Linked DNA regions of Mus musculus: all the other regions are linked to region 1. Evidence: chromatin contacts called from public HiChIP or PLAC-seq, Micro-C and promoter capture Hi-C data. All regions are on one chromosome and are shown on one strand. Each heading gives the region's core, a stretch centred on a gene start, on an enhancer-like site or on the middle of the called end of the contact. The rest is flanking DNA. Distances are from core to core; before and after follow the strand shown.

What was found. Promoter capture Hi-C pulls out the DNA fragments that hold promoters and counts their contacts. A called contact is a pair of places that touch in the nucleus more often than the background predicts. HiChIP or PLAC-seq counts read pairs in DNA pulled down with a chosen protein or histone mark.
Region 2: a promoter capture Hi-C map of embryonic stem cells shows a contact between it and region 1, with 8 read pairs. The contact joins the promoter of Tlx1 here to the promoter of Scd1 in region 1. A contact is called at or near these places in 2 of 39 promoter capture datasets (both in embryonic stem cells).
Region 3: a contact with region 1 is called in a Micro-C map of embryonic stem cells, with 6 times the contacts expected there. The contact joins the promoter of BC037704 here to the promoter of Scd1 in region 1. A contact is called at or near these places in 1 of 39 promoter capture datasets (cranial neural crest), 1 of 484 Hi-C or Micro-C datasets (embryonic stem cells) and 1 of 115 datasets of contacts at active chromatin or transcription factors (pancreatic cancer cells).
Region 4: a contact with region 1 is called in an H3K27ac HiChIP or PLAC-seq map of extraembryonic endoderm stem cells, with 3 times the contacts expected there. The contact joins the promoter of 4930414N06Rik here to the promoter of Scd1 in region 1. A contact is called at or near these places in 2 of 115 datasets of contacts at active chromatin or transcription factors (extraembryonic endoderm stem cells and hepatocytes).
Region 5: a contact with region 1 is called in an H3K4me3 HiChIP or PLAC-seq map of embryonic stem cells, with 15 read pairs. The contact joins the promoter of Slf2 here to the promoter of Scd1 in region 1. A contact is called at or near these places in 1 of 39 promoter capture datasets (neural stem cells), 1 of 484 Hi-C or Micro-C datasets (embryonic stem cells), 8 of 115 datasets of contacts at active chromatin or transcription factors (embryonic stem cells, epiblast stem cells, extraembryonic endoderm stem cells and 3 more) and 2 of 9 other capture datasets (adipose tissue and pancreatic islet).

The regions. Positions count from the first base shown.
Region 1 is chr19:44,405,583-44,409,336 of GRCm38.p6, forward strand. It overlaps Scd1 (stearoyl-Coenzyme A desaturase 1), which reads right to left and starts at 2,127. Exons shown (of 6, transcript NM_009127.4): 1 at 1,804-2,127; 2 at 905-1,178. The coding sequence starts at 1,827.
Region 2 is chr19:45,148,597-45,152,350 of GRCm38.p6, forward strand. It overlaps Tlx1 (T cell leukemia, homeobox 1), which reads left to right and starts at 2,119. Exons shown (of 3, transcript NM_021901.3): 1 at 2,119-2,896. The coding sequence starts at 2,320.
Region 3 is chr19:43,673,222-43,676,975 of GRCm38.p6, forward strand. BC037704 (cDNA sequence BC037704) reads left to right here and starts at 1,957. Exons shown (of 1, transcript NR_045645.1): 1 at 1,957-3,754. It overlaps Slc25a28 (solute carrier family 25, member 28), which reads right to left and starts at 1,660. Exons shown (of 4, transcript NM_145156.1): 1 at 1,255-1,660. The coding sequence starts at 1,545.
Region 4 is chr19:44,982,773-44,986,526 of GRCm38.p6, forward strand. It overlaps 4930414N06Rik (RIKEN cDNA 4930414N06 gene), which reads right to left and starts at 1,778. Exons shown (of 3, transcript NR_040294.1): 1 at 1,703-1,778. Slf2 (SMC5-SMC6 complex localization factor 2) reads left to right here. Exons shown (of 20, transcript NM_001081225.2): 20 at 1-1,014.
Region 5 is chr19:44,929,303-44,933,056 of GRCm38.p6, forward strand. Slf2 (SMC5-SMC6 complex localization factor 2) reads left to right here and starts at 1,817. Exons shown (of 20, transcript NM_001081225.2): 1 at 1,817-2,148. The coding sequence starts at 2,009.

The DNA.
Region 1 (3,754 bases), core at 877-3,376:
CCACAGCTATTACTGTTCCAGAGAAACCTGCCATGTCTTAAGGAGAGGGGACCTCTCTGAGAGACCCCCTGCTTCTCCTTCCCAACTCAGGTTTCTTAGACGAAACCACATGTAAAGCTCAAATGTATCCCAGAGGTGGCCCACACCCAGTGAATCCCCGGGGAGCTGAATTAGAGGCAGGGCTGCTGAAAGTCCATTCTCTGCCAAGGAGGGGTCACCAGGGCAAGAGGACTGGACTTCCGAACGCTTTGGGTCCTTCGCACTTCATGGTCTCAGGGGACACAGCAAGAGCAGGCTAGATGTGGGAATGGAACCAGAACCTTATTTCATTCTTTTAACATGCTGCTGATTCGCAGGTGCTGCACCCTGGAGAATGACCTGGCGCAGAACACCCACCTGGAGACTGGGTGCTGTAGAAACCTGCATCGTCTTTCCCCAAGGCAAACCAGCTTGGTCTAGTCAAGAGTTTGGAGTCAGAATAGTTGTGTGGAAATAACTGCCTTTTGTCCCTTTCTTTTCAAGGACTGCTCTGGTACAGTGTCCTCGGGGTCTGTTCCCTGCCCTGGCTGAAGAGTAGTCCACAATTGTCCCTGACTAGCACGGGATTTCCCATGCCTCTCAGGTAGGGCTGGGTTCTCTTGGGTCAGGTGGGGCCAGGATGCACAGCTTAAGCAAGCGTCTCATACAGAAAAGCTTGTTCAGAGAGAGTTGCTTCTCTGCCTCAGGTAGACCCCTCCCAGTCTCCTGCACAGGGACTCAGTATTCATGTTAAGTCCCACAAGGAACCAGAAAAAAAGGCTGGGGAAATCTGAACAGAGCAGCCACTGCCTTGGGTCAGAGGGTACCTTATTAGAGAGCAAAGAGAAATCTGAGGCACTGGCCCAAGACAAGGGGCGCTGCTCACCGAAGAGGCAGGTGTAGAGCTTGCAGGAGGGAACCAGTATGATCCCGTACAGGCCTCCCAAGTGCAGCAGGACCATGAGAATGATGTTCCTCCAGACGTACTCCAGCTTGGGCGGGGGTCCCTCCTCATCCTGATAGGTGGGGTCGTGAATATCTTCTTTCATTTCAGGACGGATGTCTTCTTCCAGGTGGAGGGGCACCGTCTTCACCTTCTCTCGTTCATTTCCGGAGGGAGGTGCAGTGATGGTGGTGGTGGTCGTGTAAGAACTGGAGATCTGCAAAGAAAAAATTCAGTCGGGGGAGGCCGATCTGTGGGGCTCTCTCTCTCTGTCTCTCTCTGTGTGTTGTGTGTGTGAGAGAGAGAGAGAGAGAGAAATAGGAAAGAAGAATGAAACATTTATAGCCTCAGTAACACACAAAGGGATCCCCGTGTAAGTTATACAAGTATCGGTAGGACGGGCTTTTCTTTAAAGCAGCGGTTCTTAACCTGTGTCTCACGCTCAGCCCCTTTGGGGGTCAAATGTCCCTTTCAGAGGGGCAGCCCAAGACCATCGGAAAACAGATATTTACATTACGATTCAAAACAGTACCAAAATTAAAGTTATGAAGTAGCAACGAAATCATTTTATGGTTGGGGGGGAGGGGGTCACCACAACATGAAAAACTGTAGTAAATAAAGGATCGCAGCATCTTGAAAATTGAGAACCGCTGCTTTAAAGCTAAAGGCACGAAAGTTGGGACTCATCTGCCCAAATTACAATCTACACCTCTCAACCAACCGGTCACGTCAGAATTCGAGAAAGCCCAGTAGTCCGGAGAACTCTCAACTTTCTCCTCCCGGGACCAGTCACCTAGCTGCGTGGCCAGTGCAAGGAGCGAGGGCCGCTTCTGGAAGCTCACCTCTTGGAGCATGTGGGCCGGCATGATGATAGTCAGTTGCTCGCCTCACTTTCCCAGTGCTGAGATCGAGCGTGGACTTCGGTTCCGGAGCCCGTTGGTGTAGGCGAGTGGCGGAACTGCGCTTGGAAACCTGCCCTCCTGACTCTCGGGATGGGTGTTCAGCCCGGTCTGGCTGTGCACAGATCTCCCTGGGCTGGGATTTTAAAGGGTAGAGCAGGCGATGGGATGACCGTGTTCAGTATTTCCTCAGCCCCCTTTTATCGGCTGCCAGCAAAGGGTAAAGAGCGCAGAGATAGCTAGCCAAGGAAGCCAGGCGTGGAGGTGAGGGAGGGAGGGAGGGAGGGAGGGAGGAAGGGAGGGAGGGAGGGAGGGAGGGAGAGAGAGAGGGCGGGACCAAGAACGGGAAAGAAAGCCAAGTAGATTCCAGAGTAGACCTTGGAGGCGCCGGGATGCTGAAGGCATCAACAGGGCGCGCTGCTCCAACCCCCTGCCTGGGGATAAATGCTAATGTGCCTCCTGTGAAGCCCGTCTTGTCATTGGCCAAAGAGAATTTGGTGCCACCTTGTCCTGCCTTTTCCATTGGCTAGGCGCAATCTGCTGTTCCCTCTGCCTCTAGCTTCTCGCTCTCTCCTCCCCTCTTTTTCTCCTTATCCTCTTTGCTGTGGGCTGATGGGTGACTTTTCTTTAAGAGCAGGATAACGTGATTCCAAGTAGGAATTGTGTGCAAGCCTAGGACTTTGGTCTGGCGCTTAGCAAATGGTTCACTGGGGAAATCGCATCGAAAGAAGTGAGGAAGACACTGGCTACCGCCACTCACAACTCGGTCTAACTTCACATCTACCCCCACTTCCAGGCACCAGCAAAGAGAAACCCCGGGAGACTGGGATATGAGGGTGCGCCCAGGGCTCTGACCCGGGAAAACAATAGTGTATCCCTTCAGCCAGCATCCGGTTGCTGCTGCGTTCTTGACAGCACACGCTGAGTTACAACTGCACTCACTCATTGGGCTCCGTCTGCCGGGGACCGCCTCTGCTGGGAGCCAGAGCCCAATCCTAGCTGCTTCTCCTCAAACGGGACGGGACGTTTGAGAGCTCCTTAGATCCTCACGTTGAGATTCCAAGAAAAGGGACTAAGGAATCAAAGGGCCTGAGTGTGCGGTGCGAATAGCAAACAGGCACTTTGCGATCCCTAAGAAGTCTCAAGAATTTCCTTTTTGTTGAACCCACACTGACCCTGAGCAGTAGGTATTCCTTGGTACTTACTGTTATTGGTTTCTTTTTAGACAAGGTCTCTGAAGCTCTGACTGTCCTGGAACTCACAGTGTAGACCAAACTGGCCTCAAGCTTCATAGATCTGTGTCTGCCTTTGAGCTGGGTCCAGCTCCTCGGTCTTTTTAAAAAGGAAGTGAAATTTAAAAGAGTTGAGGTTACCTGTGGTCACGCTTAGCCAGTGTATGGTGGAGCTAGGAATTGAGTATCAGATGAGTGGCTCAAAGGTAAAGGCAGGCCTGGCATGGTGGCGCATGCCTTTAATCCCAGCACTCAGGAGGCAGAGGCAGGCGGATTTCTGAGTTCAAGGCCAGCCTGGTCTACAAGGTGAGTTCCAGGACAGCCAGGGCTACACAAAGAAACTCTGTCTCAAAAAGCCAAATGCAGCCTGGTCTACATAGTGAGTTCTTTTCTTTTTTTCCTCTTCTCGCTTTTCTTCTGCCTGCCTGCCTGCCTGCCTGTCTGTCTGTCTGTCTGATATCAATGGCTTTGCAGCCTACTCTACATAGTTCCTTTCTTTCTTCTGAAAAAAAAATTTAAGATACGGTTTCTCTATGTAGCTCTCACTATGTTGGAATTTGCTTTGTAGTCCAGGCTGGGCTTCAAACTCAGAGGTGTGCCTGTCTCTGCCTCTCAAGTGCTGGCATAAAGGTTTGTGCCACTAAGCCCAATTTACAAAGCAA
Region 2 (3,754 bases), core at 869-3,368, 740 kb after region 1:
AGTGTGGGATGTGGTATGCGGAGTAAATGCCCAGGCTGCTTTCTGTTCTAGATCTTTCAAGATAAAGGGCAGAAAAGGCTCATCAGGTTCAGAGAACTTCTCAAGTAAGTCAGGTATCGAGGAGGCCGAGTGAGGAACAAGAGCCAGGCAGTAGGCTGGAGCTCTGCTCTCCTGGTCTTGCTTAGGGTTTGAGAACAACTACCTGGGGGCAGTGCTAGCACTTGGGAGGCAGAGGCAGGCGGATTTCTGAGTATGAGGCCAGCCTGGTCTACAAAGTGGGTTTCAGGACAGCCAGGGCTATACAGAAAAACCCTGTCTTGAAAAACAAAACAAAACAAAACAAAACAAAACAAAACAAAACAAAAGAGTTGAGAACAACTACCTGCTTCGTGCTTTCTATCTTCTTGAATGAGCATTTGCTCTCCTGGCTGAAGATAGGGCGAGTATTTATCTGAGAGAGATGCTACTGAGTTCTGAGTTTCTATAGTTATCCATAATACTGACTTCTGGCTTATCCTTCTTTTTCTTTGTTTATTGTCTGTATAGAACACAGGTCTGAGGTCAAGACACTTGGCTGTCTCCCCAGTACCTAGAAAGTACCAGGTACATTTTAAGTACACAAATATTTGTTGGGCAAGTCAAGTCTCCATTAATTTATTAGTCACTCAAGATGAACATGTTTGATTTGTTGGGGCTGTTTTAGGAGGGGTACACACATTATATATCAATATATATATATATATATATATATATATATATATATATATATATACACACATATATATCACACATATGCACATATAACATCGCATATATATATATATGACATTTCCTGTCTTTGAGGAAGGCCCTTCAAGTGACAGTGTCAGACAGTGGCCAAAACAACTAGATTCCACTGAGACTTGCTGAGGAGTGAGGCCAGCGTTTTGCCTGTTAGAGACCTCCCAGAAGGTTCAGCAGTGAATGGACCTGAAATAGATCAGAATTCATAACCTATGCTTTTTTTTTTTCCCTCAGAACTTGGCTCCTAGGAGGGAGCAGACCTTTCCCGACTGGAGAGGGGAAAGAGAGGAAGCAAAAGAAGGGAGTTTCCTTCTTTTCTCTTGGGCTCTCAGCCAGGCAGCCACAGGCATAACTTTGAAAAGGCCTAAATTTGTCCTGGACGCACTTCCCTGATTCTCGTCCCAGCAGCCCCCGCCCCCACAGCCTTAAGACCCAAGGCTTCCCTCCAAAGATTCTAAAAGCAAGGAACTAAGTCCTTTCTCTCACAAACCCAGAGCCATTCACTTGGGTCGGGTCGTAGGAATTGCTTCTGCGAGCTTCTGTTTACTCAAAATGAAAGAGGTACCTTGAGGAACGGGCACCCTCGCACAAGCCCCAAAGTAATCCTTTGGCTTGTGACTGCTTTTCAGGATTGACTTTCGTTTCCTTAAATTCTCTAAAGAGACTGAGTTGGAGTGGCTGCTAATTTTTATAACAATATATAGCCAGCTCTTCATAGGACCTGTTTTAAAGGACAAGCCTGAACTCACCGTCCTGCCTCGGGGCCCGGGCTCCATACCTGGGGAGTAGACAGTCTTCTACTTTCTAACAAGCTGGACTTGAAGTTGCAGTAAATCTCCTGGTTGAGTGACAGGTGTTTCCCAGCTCAGCCCTTGGGGAGATTCTCCAGTTGGGCAGGACACCTGTCCCCAGGGGCCTAGTGGGCTGGACTCCTTCGGCCCTGTTCAAAGTGAGGGGGTGGGTCCTACCAGGTCTGGGAAAGGTTCTGATTTCCCTCTCCTTTGGTCCGTCTGTCTGTTCGTCTTTGGGAATGGCTGCTTCCTGATCTTTTTCTTTCTCATTTAAACCTCTCTCTGTAGCCCTCCTCCTTTCTCTTCACTGGAACTACTCAGAGCTCTGATCTCCGTCCCTCTGTCTCTGGCTCCGGCATCTGTCTGGGCTCCTGGCCTCCTTCTCCCCCCTCCCAACCCCTCCCCCGCGCTGTCATTCACCCCGCTCCTCTCCACGCACAGCCAATGGAGAGACCCGGCCGAAACAGCTAGGCTCGCTCGCTCAGGGCTTTTTCGCCCGGTGATTGATGTCCCAGAGTCAACAGCGAGCGAGCAGCCGGAGAAGGGAAGGAGAAGCCGGAGAGGGGAAGAATACAGCTCCCCCTCTCTCCTTCCCCTCCCCCCTACTTTGGCCCTTCTGCGCACTTCGCCTTCAAGTCTCAGCGCAGCCTGGGGTGGCGATTGCCTCCGCGCTCCGACTCGCTGCCCGGGTAGTCCAGCGCAGCGATCGCCCGCGCCCGGGCCCCCGCGTGGGGCCGGGGCCAGCATGGAGCACCTGGGTCCGCACCATCTCCACCCGGGCCACGCGGAGCCCATCAGCTTCGGTATCGACCAGATCCTCAACAGCCCCGACCAGGGCGGCTGCATGGGGCCCGCTTCGCGCCTCCAGGATGGAGACTACGGCCTTGGCTGTTTGGTTGGAGGCGCCTACACTTACGGCGGCGGGGGCTCCGCTGCTGGGGCGGGGGCCGGGGGCACTGGCGCTTACGGCGCGGGTGGCCCAGGTGGTCCTGGTGGTCCGGCGGGCGGCGGCGGCGGTGCCTGCAGCATGGGCCCACTGCCCGGCTCCTACAACGTGAACATGGCCTTGGCGGGCGGCCCCGGTCCGGGCGGCGGCGGCGGTGGCGGGGGTGCCGGTGGCGCCGGGGCGCTGAGCGCTGCAGGGGTGATCCGGGTGCCCGCGCACAGGCCGCTAGCTGGAGCTGTGGCCCATCCCCAGCCCCTGGCCACCGGCTTGCCTACAGTACCCTCTGTGCCTGCGGTGCCGGGTGTCAACAACCTCACCGGCCTCACCTTTCCCTGGATGGAGAGTAACCGCAGATACACAAAGGACAGGTTCACAGGTGAGTCCGGCCCGCGCGCGTCCCGCCTGGCCGTGGCTCGGTCTCTGTGCTACCCACTACCCTGCTTGATGGCTCCTTGAAGCTCTTTCTGAGCGCCAGGTCGCCTAGCGCCTCTCCGTGCGTTTCCTAAGTTCAGCTGCCTTCAGGATTCTATGTGCTCAGAATCGCTCCAAGAGTTCTTGCAGCCTGGGTTCTTCTGTCTCTCCTCTAGGACCCCATTCGTGGAAGCAAAGCTTGGTCCCCTCTCGGGATCCCAGGGCCCAGTCAGGTAGAGGACTGTAGATTCAGGACCATCTTCTGTCAACAGTCTAGGCTTTGCATGCCCGTGTGAGAAAAAAAATTTTTTTTTTCTGTCCTGGCTGCTGTTTCCTGACGGAGGCCAAGAGCCCCAGAATTAGACAGAATAATTAGACATAAGAAAAGGTTCTCCTACCTCTCGTCCCCTACTACACACACACACACACACACACACACACACACACACACACACACACACACACACACACGTGCTCTGAGTTGTGGCGTGCGGGTCGGGCCGCTGCAGATCCGCAAAGGCCCCAAGCCCGGGTGAAGGAGCAGAGCTTTCTTCCTGGACCTCCGAGATTCTTCAGAGTCAGTGGCAGCGCAAGGCTGGGCCAATTTTCGTTTTCATCCTCGGTATCCCTCCCAGGGGTCGGCTCTCTTATTTGGGGGGTGGTAAATATTGCACCCGCCTGACCAGAGGGTTGGCTGGAGGACAACTCCCGGAGAGGAGGACGAACTCTTTGGCCCAGCGGCCTTGCTCTCTGCACCACCCTAGCTCCCTCTGACCTGGCTTCCGTTTCTCTCTGCCCTAGCTCTGGAGTACCCTCTTCCTCG
Region 3 (3,754 bases), core at 707-3,206, 730 kb before region 1:
TTCACAAAAGTTCAGGAACTCTCTCTCCATCACCCAAACTCATTCACAAAACCTCGGGAGCACTTTCCCTAGTTCCTTATCCACTTTACAAATGAAAATGCAAAACAGTACTGAATCCAGGGGCAAGCAGAAGAAAGTGATTTTTGCATGGCTGACGTGGATGCTATCCTAAACGGGAAAGCATCCATCAAAGAGCTGACAGGCCAGTGCCTACACAAGTGGTGTAAAGAAAGCATCGACGATTTCAAGAACCCCCTTGAAGTTACTGCCCTTTCAGTAGCTGGCATCTCGACTCAAGCACAAGTCTAAGAACAGCAAGGAAAAACAATGTTTCCATTTTCCCCCAGGCTTCTTCCCAGAGACCTGACCTGTATGTGTATTAACCGTCCTGCTTGGTTGTGGATGCAGTTGGCTTTACGTCCAGCCCTGAGCGTACCCTGATAATCTCATTCTGTTTCTCCACATCTGCTTTCTAATATCATCACACTTCCCTCCAGCTGTTTTCCTTTTTGTCAAATTCAGGGGCCCAACGAAAGAGACTATCAGTTTCACCTCTGTTGTGTAAGGGGCTGATGCACTTGCTCCCTCAACATAGAATCTTAGTCCCAGCTCAATTTTTACGTTCAGGAAATAGATGGGCTACCAATCTTGCCTCGCAGAGAAACCGAAACCGTTTTTCTTAACATGCCTTATTCCCACATCCATTCCAGTCTGGAACTCTCACTTTTGACTGCACAATGATTTTTTTTTCAACCACTCCCAGGTTAAGATTTAATACGTACTTTTATCTAGCTGAGAGATCCCAGATTCCGGTTCCTGCCCCGTCACTTTAAAGGAAAGACGCAGCAAGGAGCTTGTGAAAGCGCCGACCCGAAGCACATCTCAACCCAAGCTATCGGATAGAGTTCACCGTCTGATTTCATGCCAGCTGGTTTGTTATAGACTTACCTGTGCTTCGGGATCCCCCCCCCCCAATCCCATCCCATCCCTGCTTAGTCCCAATCGGGATCAAGTCTTTGGCTGACAAGATTTTTGCTTCGCCTCACTGACCGTTAGAAGTAAGTCCTGGTTCCTGACTGAGCTCATCTACCAGCCAGGACTTTGCTTGCACGGAGTATTGGCTCAAACCGTGTGTAGAGGTAGGAGCCAGGAAGAAACCTATCAGCTCTGGGTCTCAGTTGGGATTCTGGCTCTAAACAAGGTTCAGGGTCGGGTCAGCCCCAGGTCCGGTTCGCAGCCTGGTCCAGGTCTCACCTTGACGCAGTCGATCGGGTACATCACGCAATGCTCCAGGATCCCTGCCACGGCGCCCGCCACCATGTGCGTGGTGACAGTGGCTCCAGCCGGCAGCGCTTCGTATTCCGGGCCGGACTCCGGATCCAGCCGTACAGGGGGCTGATAGGCCCCCGCCTCCCCGCCGCCGGCCCCCCGGCCCACGCCCCGCTGCAGCCACCCGTCCAGCAGCGCCGACTCCCCGGGGCTCCGCCCGGGCCCAGCAGCTGGTCCTCCCGCCACGCCGCCTGCACTCCGCCCCTCCAACTCCATCCACTTCGGCCAGCCGCGGCGCCCACACGCGCCGCCGCTGCCGCCACCACTGCCGCCGCCCCCCGGCCCCGTTGCGTCCGCCTCAGGCGCGGCCCAGAGAGCCCGGGGCCTCCGGCTCCCGCTTGGCCCCGAGGACACGCCCCCCAGACAGCCATTGGTGTAGGCCCTAACGTGTCTCCGCCCCCTTTTTACGGAGCCAAAATGTATCTGTGTTATTCGTCAGATAGCTTGTCATTAGTCCCGTAGGTCCCACCCCTTCCCCTTTGATCTTGGAAGCGTCTTGTTTATTGGCTCTTGATTGGCGGACTTGCCCGATCGACCCGCCCCTAGCGTTTCGGAGGCGGGAGAAACGTAAAGCTGAACTTTGATAGGCTCAACCGCTCTAGCTACTTTGGCGGTGGCCATTGGCCCGAACCACTTCGTTCTTCCATTGGATGTGGAGAGAAGCGCCTGGAGGACAGGGACCGGCTCCCGGCTGTACCCCGGCGCGGCGTGCGTGGCGGTCGGGACTGCCGGGGAGAGGGGGCGGTGCCAGCCAGACCTTCAAGGTCAAACCGCTGTCGGTTGCCGTTAGGACGCGTGCTCTGGCGTGCACCGGGTGTCGAGTAGCACGGTGCGACTGTTCCCGCGGGATCTCAGGCGGGGGCGGAGTCAGCCCGGACCCTGCGTCCCCTGGCACGGCCCAACCCGCCGCTAGGGGAGATCGGCTGTGAGCCTCGGGTGGCTCTGGAGTGGTGTGCCATCAGCGCAGATCCGCTCGCCTTGGGCCTCCCACCCAAAGCCGCCTAGTGAACCCTCCAGTGGGTGGACCGATGAGCTCTCATTGGGTGGACTCTGCGTTGGGAAAGGAGAAGGCGAAATGGGATGGTTCGGAGGCGACGACAGGTGTCAGGGTCTTGGAGCACCATCCCAATCGCGGCAGAGCAACTGCTGATGCCTGGGAGTGGAGCTTGTTCCGAGACATACACTTGAACTTCGTATCCCGAGCTCGCTTGCTGATAAACTCCACCGGGTCTGATGGCTGTCCGCTCTCTCTCTCCGGGACCGCTGAGCTGCTGCTTCTTGAGAACCGCTCCCCGGTTGTAAAACGATGCTAGGGACGTCTGGTCCTCAGGGCCACTACCTTGAGCAGAAGCGGGCACTGAAGCGACTCTCGAGCCTCAGCCTCTACTGAGGAGCGAGGGCCCCTTTCCGCTCGCTGGTTCTGCAGGCTACCTCAGGCTCCCTTCTCAGCAGCGTGTTTGCACACGCTTCCCCAGTTTCTAGCTCTGCCTTTACAACCTATTTTAATGAGATGATGACGCAATTGCAAACTTTTCCATCTTTTCGTAGCGCTTCCTTAGAACGGTTGGAGGCTTTTCCATTTCCTCTCTAAAGCTTAGCCCTTCGGCGGACGGGTCTTTCAACTAATCTTTGGCAGTAGTTACTAACGTTTGTGTCGTGATCTCTTGGAAAATAAAGCTCTTAAGTTCCCAACCCCATCCCCAGTCACACACAAAACTGCTTTTTATTTCGGGTTTCAGCGTGAAGGAGATTCCGTTAACCTCGGGTTAAGAATTCTTCCCCACATCATATACAGACTTCTTGCTACCCTGCACTTTTCTCTGAGAGATGAATAGATCTCAAAAAAGCCTCCACCCCCCAGTCCTGTTAAAATATCAATTTTCTTCCCTGACAAATTAATGACAATGCCTGCTATATCCCGTCTCTTCTTATCATATTTACTTTTTTATGGTCCTAAAATGATCATCTCAGTTCAATGACTTCTCATGGTGAGAAATAATACTCTACATTGTCCTACAGTGACCCACACCTTAGAACTTTCTCCCCCAGGAAAGACTCCAGATACCAGCCTTTAGATTTCTAAGTCTCTTTCACCTTGCTAGCTACTGAAGTGGAGCATCCCTGGAGGCGGAAATGTTTATTAACAGTCTTTAATACAGTGCAGAAGTTTGCCATTCCAAACTCATTTTCCTCCCAGGGGCCTTCTTTCTGTTTTGCCTAGCCTACTTGCTTGTTTTTGTGGCATTGGAGAGCTAGGGAATGTCCAGCCACTCACTGCAGTGTGGCAGGGTGGTTCTGTCTACCTAGAGACGGATGGCACAGAGAGTGGCAAGCAAGGGTCAGTGATGAAAGATAGGGAGAAGAGCCTTGTAGAAGGAGAAACGGGTTACAACCACCCTAACTACCCTCGGGGGAGACACGTTTA
Region 4 (3,754 bases), core at 528-3,027, 580 kb after region 1:
TCTGAGTCCCTGTGCGTTGTCTCCCTCTGTCTGTTGTTGCCCAGAAAGTGGGATGGTAGCGAGGGAGGAAGTGCTCGCTGCACAGAGACTGTCAGGCCATACTTGGGACTGGGCAAACGAGCTTGCACTGAGCGGTGGTGTGTTTGGCAATATTACTGTGCCAAAAATAATCCTTGTCTCATTTTCTGGATGTGTGATGTCAAACTTTTTACCCTTACTGCAAGCTGAACATTAAAGTACTTGTGTTTATGCTTTTGTGTGTAACTGTTTGCCTTTCCTGACCTGCTTTTCTTGTTACCTGAAAGTACAGTTCTGTAACACATGTCAAGTGAAAAGGTTTTCCATGCTCAAGATCACCTGTGTAGCTCTGCAGTCAGTGTTGTGCATTGTTTTGTCTCTGTCCTGATGGCAACGGTGCCTTTGTCACCTTTCAGAAGGTTGGCTTTTTTTTTTTTTTAATGCAAGTAATAGCTTGCTTCGACTTCACAAAAAAAAAAAAAAAAAGAAAAGTGAAATATATATATATATCCCCAGTAATGATAGATAAGTTACCACCCAGGCTCTGTTTTTTGTTTGTTTGGCTTTTTGTTTTGTTTTGTTTTCTTCCCCTTTCCCCCCAATCAGAACAGACACAGTTGGTGGGGACAGTAATGTGTGGAGTCTTGAAACCAGGAGTGTTTTTCCATTTACAAACTGACTCATCGCCAAGCGGCTGGGTTGGAGAACTTTCTTGGCTTGTCTCTCAGGAGGCAAGGGTCTGCTACAGGTGGTGGGGGCGTGAGTCAGCACAATCCCATCTCGTGGCTATGCCTACTCTATGGTGCAGGCGCACCTCATCTGTGCCTCAGTTTCCCCGGGGCATTCTTGTCAGCCAGTTAATCTACTAGCTCTTAGGCAGTAAATGCAATGTGTTGTGGTTTGGTTTTTTTTTTTCCTTTAAAATTTTATACTGTCTTGTTTAAAGTCTTCTGAATGTATGTGTATGTGTTATTAAAACTTTTTTCTCAGCTTAAACGTGTCTGGCAACTTTTGATTGAGTAGTAGAGGTGGTTGAGTATCTAAAATACCCTGCTTTAAACTTGTTTTTAGGGGGCTGGAGAAATGGCTCAGTGGTTAAAAGCACTGACTGTTCTTCCAAAGGTCCTGAGTTCAAATCCCAGCAACCACATGGTAGCTCACAACCATCGTAATGGGGTCTGATGCCCTCTTCTGGTGTGTCTGAAGACAGCTACAGAGTACTTACATATAATAATAAATCTTAAAAAAACAAACAAACTTGTTTTTAGCTTGATGCCTTCTTTTAATCTGTGGGAAACGGAAACGGGCACAGCTCTCCACAGTTTATGTTTACAAAACCCAATTAATAATGTGCTGTGTGCTTTACAGGCAGGGTTTTTTGTTTTTTGTTTTGGGTTTTTTTTTTTTTTTTTTTTTTTTTTTGGTTTTTGAGGTAGGGTTTCTCTGTATAGCCCTGGCTGTCCTGGAACTAACTCACTTTGTAGACCAGGCTGGCCTCAAACTCAGAAATCCGCCTGCCTCTGCTTCCAAAATGCTGGGATTAAAGGCGTGCGCCACCACTCCTGGATTGCAGTCAGGAATTTAATAATCTCATTCTTAGCTCATCCTGCACATCCGTTTGGCTGCTCTTGCCTACCTACGTGTTAGGGTTTGGTGGTGAACAACACAAAATCATGGCTCTTACCTGATGGTATCGGGGGAAACAGGAGAGGAAGAAATACCCTTCATCTGGGTGTCTCTAAAATTCTAGAACCCAGAATCAAGAAAGGTGATGCCATACAGTGCAGAGCCACTTGTGACCTGGCAGGTGGGTTTATGACATGCCAGCTGTGGAAAGGCTGACACTCATAACAAACCTAGTACCTCATAGAAGGCTTAGGCATAGTTGCCAGGCCCCCAGTGCTGCAGCTGTTTTCTCCTTTAGGGTAAACTAGGTTGGAAAGATGGATGCTGACAGCCCAGGTAGAAGTAGACAGGTGCAAATACTAGGGATAGTCGCGGTGTTTGAGGAAAAGACCTAGGCTTGGCCTCAGGTCCCAAGGTTCACCATACTGGCCATTTGACCTTTGTTGGCATCTGAGTTTCTTCTATTGAAAGGAATAACTCTATTTCATGTTTTGTGAGGATTCACATACATGGCAGTAACTCAGCACAATGCCTGGCATGCAACATGAACAGAACAAAGGGAGGCAAGATGGAGACTAAGATTGTAATCACCTTTATCCCAGCACGGAGGAGGCAGAGGCAGGCAGAGCTCTGAGTTCAAGGACAGCCAGGGCTACATGGAGAAACCCTGTCTCAAAGACAAATTTAATGGAGCTGGAGAAGATCAACAGTTAACTGGAGATTGCTCTTCCAGAGGCTCTGGGTTCAAAGCCCATCACCCATGTGATGGCTAACGAATGTAACTCTAGTTCCAAAGCCTCCTATGCCCTCTTCTAGCCTTTACAGGCAAAACACCCATGCACATAAAATAGTTAATTTTTAAAAGAAAATTGACCAGAAGCAGCCATCTGTGGGTGTGCTTACTTGTAAATCAGGTCTTATCTTCCAACAGTGATAGCTGGAGAGTATTGTACCTTCAGACTCTGGGAACTCTGGATACTTCCCTGTTCCTGCTGCCAAAAATATGTTAAATAAATAAACCATGCATGTTGGCCTGGTGCAATCACTAATACCGATGATCCCAGCACATGGGAGGCAGAGGCAGGAGGATCACAGATTTTGAGGCCATCCTGCACTCAGACACAGTTTTAATCACCCAGCATGCTTGACGGTGGTGGATGGTTTCCCAGCATCTGCAGACATGTTCTGACACTTCCTTCTAGCTAACCAGGCCTGGAAATCAGGAGAAGGCAAACCAGAAGGTCCAGCTTTGGATCTAACTCCAAGACAAGTGGCTAGGATTCTGGAAAACTTTAACTGGCAAAACAGGCTTCTGGGGCACAGTAAGATTACAGCATTGTTGGATAGGTGTCAGTCGCTACTAAGGAAGTACCACGTGGCCAAAAGATCACACTCTCCATAAGGAGAGTGCTGAACAACAATGGCAAAGCAGGAGCAAAGGCCACCACAGTGAACAGGAGACAGGGCATCTTGACTAGGGCAGGTTTCTCATGCCTCAGGGACCTCTATCTGAGGTCCTTCCTCTTCCTGTGTCACCAATACAATGTGACTTTTGTGTGCCAGTCCTGAGCTCTGTGTGTGTGTGTGTGTGTGTGTGTGTGTGTGTGTGTGTGTGTGTGTGTGTGTGTGGACACCAGTGTCAGACACACTCAGGTGCTTTATTTTACAGCAGAACTGGGAAAAATACATTAGCAAAAGTGAAGTTCATTTGTGTTCTCCAAAGGATTTTGAATGGCATCCTTACACAGCTCCCCTGTGAAGCAGCTGGCAGTGACGTGGAGGATAGGTAACACCCCACTTAACAAATGATCTGCCTTGTGTCCCAGGGAAGAAAGTCACTACTCTATTAGAACTAATTTTTTAAATTTTGTTTTGTTTTACTTTTTAGATAAGATCTTCAAGCCCAGGCTGAGGCTGGTCATGAAATTGTATAGCTAAGGATGACCTTGAACTGGCCCTCCTGCCTCCACAGCTGAGATCAGGCGTGTCCCACCAAACTTGTTTAAATTAGTGCTAGCTTATTGGTTTTGGCTTCAAGTCTTATCTCTTTGACAGAAAGGAATTTTCCTTTTATCAGCTTGTGGCACAGAGTAAGAGTTGTCAGTTAAGG
Region 5 (3,754 bases), core at 567-3,066, 520 kb after region 1:
CTCCTACCTGCCAGCCTATTGGTCACTTTATTCTCGTTAATTCTTCCTCTTGAGGGATACCAGGAAAGAGAAAAGGGGTGAATTTCAGGTCAGTCTAGTGTGCTTAGCAACAGAAGCAATTCAATCTCAGTACAATAAATTTGGAAGACCTGTTCAATTTTTTTGTGTGTGTCATTTAGGAATTTGCTCCAGCCAAGTGAGGGAACATTCCTCTCAGTTAGAGCCTGGACATTTTTGAGATTGATAGGATTTGTTTTCTTTTCTTTTTTTTTTTTTTTAGTTCCTTTGAGACAGGATCTTGCTACATAGTCAAGGCTGGACTCAATGTCTATTTCTTTCTCTCTTTAAAAAGATATCTTTTATTGCATTCATTTCGTGTGTGTATACGCTGACAGACGTCATAGGATAGCTCACCGCACTGAATCAGTTCTCTCCTTCTGCCATGTGGTCCTGGGTCATGAAAGCAAGTTCCTTTATACCATGAACTATCAGCACAGCCGCGGCCTTCTCTCTTGACCCTCCACCTCCGTCTCCCAAGTACTAGGATTACAATAGGATTACAAGCCTTCCCTAAAAAAAAAAAAAAAACTGGCCGGGTACTGCAGGAAATCTGAAGCCCAAAGGAAAGAGAATCTTGTATTTGTACCAATTACACGAGAGAATCTAAACCTGTTTACATTGCTGGGTTTTATTACTTAAAATTACCCAGAGAAGATGGGCAGTGGTGGCCCACGCCTTTAATCCCAGCATTTGGGAGGCAGAGACCGGCCATTTTTCTGAGTTCAAGGCCAGCCTGGTCTACAGTCAGTTCCAGGACAGCCAGGGCTATACAGAGAAACCCTGTGTGTGTGGGGGGGGGGGGGGGAAGTGGGGGGGACAAGGGAAATTACCCAGAGAAGTGAGTAACTATACCCATTCTATACACATGGGAAGTGAAGTTTTAAATTACTCTGACCAGTTCCTCGGTCTGCAAAAAAACCCAGCTGGAGAGATAGCTCAGTGGTTAAGAGTACTAGTTGCTACTTCCAGAGGTCCTGAGTTCAATTCCACCAACCCTAAGGTGGCTCACAACCTCATGCTCTATTGTCATTCAGGCATACATGCAAATTGAGCACCATATACATAAATAAAAACTTAAAGAAATCCAACCTAACAGCCTCTTCAAAGCACAAGTCCTTTACTGATAAGGAAAAGAAGTCTATGTGCTGCGACTTCATGGGGAAACCCATTAGAGACAAAACGCTTTGACAGAATAAAAATGTCTAATTCAATGACTGAGTGCTCCCCCGCCCCCTCCCTTACAAAACAAAACAAAACAAAACAAAAAAACGGAACAACTATATCACAGTATAGAAGATCCCTCACAGAACGGTCAAATCACATTATAAGAGAAGGAACAGAAAGGAAATGGTGACAGCATTTTGGCCTAAGATGCCAAAGTGACTATGAAATATTAGGGCAGCTGTAGCACAATCGTCACAAATGTTGGCCATCTTCACTACAGACAGCTGCAGGCTCGGTTTTACTTCTGCAAATCTCACCCCTAGCCCTCGATCAGGCGGCTGTCGCCAGCTGTCGTAACACCCGCCACTGCCTCTTCTTTCCCACTCCCACGCACCGGCCAAGGCCGCCGCGGCCCCGACGAGGAGGCGCGCGCCCCAGGCGCACGTGACGGGCCCGGGGAGGGCAGTTTTCAATCTCCCCTCCCCCTTCCAAAAAACCCGCCCTCTCCCGGCAGGCGGAGGCTTTCTATTGCGCTACCACCAGAGTGACCCTCAGGTCAGCCAATCGCGACGCGGCACCTCAAGAAAGGCCCGCCCCCTGATGGTCCTCAGGTTCCTTCCCGCTCACACCGGAGTCACTTCCGAAGAGAGAACCGCCATGAAGAGAGTAGGGGGTGCCGCCCACCTCTGCACCGACAGCCTCCCCGAGTCCCAGCAGCAAGACGGCAACCACGCACCCAGCTTCTCCAGCCACAGCTCATGCCGCCGTCGCCAGCGGCGCCGACATGACAAGGCGCTGCATGCCCGCTAGGCCAGGTTTCCCCTCATCCCCAGCCCCGGGGTCGTCGCCCCCGCGCTGCCATCTGAGACCCGGTAGTACCGCCCCTGCTGCAGCGGGAAAAAGAACAGAGAGTCCTGGGGACAGGTACAGTGCAGAGGGCTTGAGAAGGGGCCGGGTCGCGGGGGCACGGGTATAGGGGAGGACTACGGACGGCTGCTCTTCAGTTCCCGCCATCCTCAGCGAGCTCAGGCCTTGATGTTCTGGGGCCTGCAAGCCCTCGCCCCGCCTCCGCGCGGGGGCTTCTGGGAGTTGAAGTCTCCTTTTCTGTAGTTGAGGTGTTGCTTTTGGTCTAGTGACCACCAGCCTAGATGGCTGCGGAGAGCCCGCTTTAGGTAGAAGGTTGTTTTTCTCCTTTTCGAGCGCTTGCCCTGGGGCCCTCCCTTCTCGAAGCCTCTATTTAGATCGTTCTGATCCTGGTGGTTTCTTGAGTTTAATTATGTAAGATGTGATAAGGAAAACCCACGAATTACTTAATAGTACAGTGTACACGACCATTCATACTAAAAACATTTTTGGAATGCGCCTGTTTTCTCTTTGAGTGACTTTCTCCCTCACCAACAGACCTTTCTTTTTCTATTTCCTTTTTCTTCCTTTCTTTTTTTATATGGTAAGGATTTTCTGGGAGCTATGTAATGATGGAGAATTTCATCATATGACATCCTCTGACAATAAAACATTCAAATTATCTACGAACTTGGTACTGTCTTTTTTTTTTTTTTTTTAAGAATTGGTAACAGACGTTTTAAGTTTATGCTTTAATATTGTAGCACAGATTCACAATCCTTTATCTTAATTCTGAAGGACAGAAGGCTGTGAAAAACAACTATTTTCATTGCTTCCTACCACAGCCGCCTTGGCAGCCAAGCCAGGTTGATCAGAGCTAATATAAGGTTTGTGGGTGGTACTGAGTGTGAGTGTTGATAAGCTTTGCTGGAGAAATAGTAATATTTTGGCTACAGGTTGCAGCGCCAGATCCTGCTGGGGGCTGCACATAATACATTCAAGTTATTTCCCCTCCAAAATCCAATAAATTGAGAATTCTAACACGTTTGGTTCCAGCACTTTCAGATTAAAGGCTTGTAAAACTGTCATAATTTTTTTTAACCAGTTATACATAAGTAATGGATATTTCTGTGTGCTTGAACTTAGGAAACAATTATTTTACCTCTACAGAGTTCGTTTATAGTTTCATGGTTTACCAAAAGTCATTTTTCCATTCAGGTGTATTGGAGAGTAGTATTAGATTTAATACTTTAGGGGAAGGGTATGATGTTAATTTTTAGTAAAAATATAAGTATATCTTGGTTTTAATTTGCTGCTTCTGGGTTCTTTTGCACCTCTCCACTGCCAGAAATAGGCACATCATGTGTCTTCACTAGTATTTCTTCCTTTACTCAGTGGTAGAGTTAATTTACCTAATGTAATTGACTTTCTGTAAACAAATGCATGTATTCTCCCATAACCTGTCACTCATCATTTAGGTTCTCTCAACATACTGGTGGAGTCTAGGTAAACCAGGAAAGATGGTCACTGCTCTTCTAATGCTACCAGTAAAATGTACACTAGAGAAGGAGATCAGCCTTGGGTTTGGATTGCTCAGGCTGCCGTCTTGAGTACTGGCTCAGTGGAGGAATGTTCAGGGATACTGCTTGTTGGCTCTCTTTCAAACATGCATGAACAGATCAGAGTA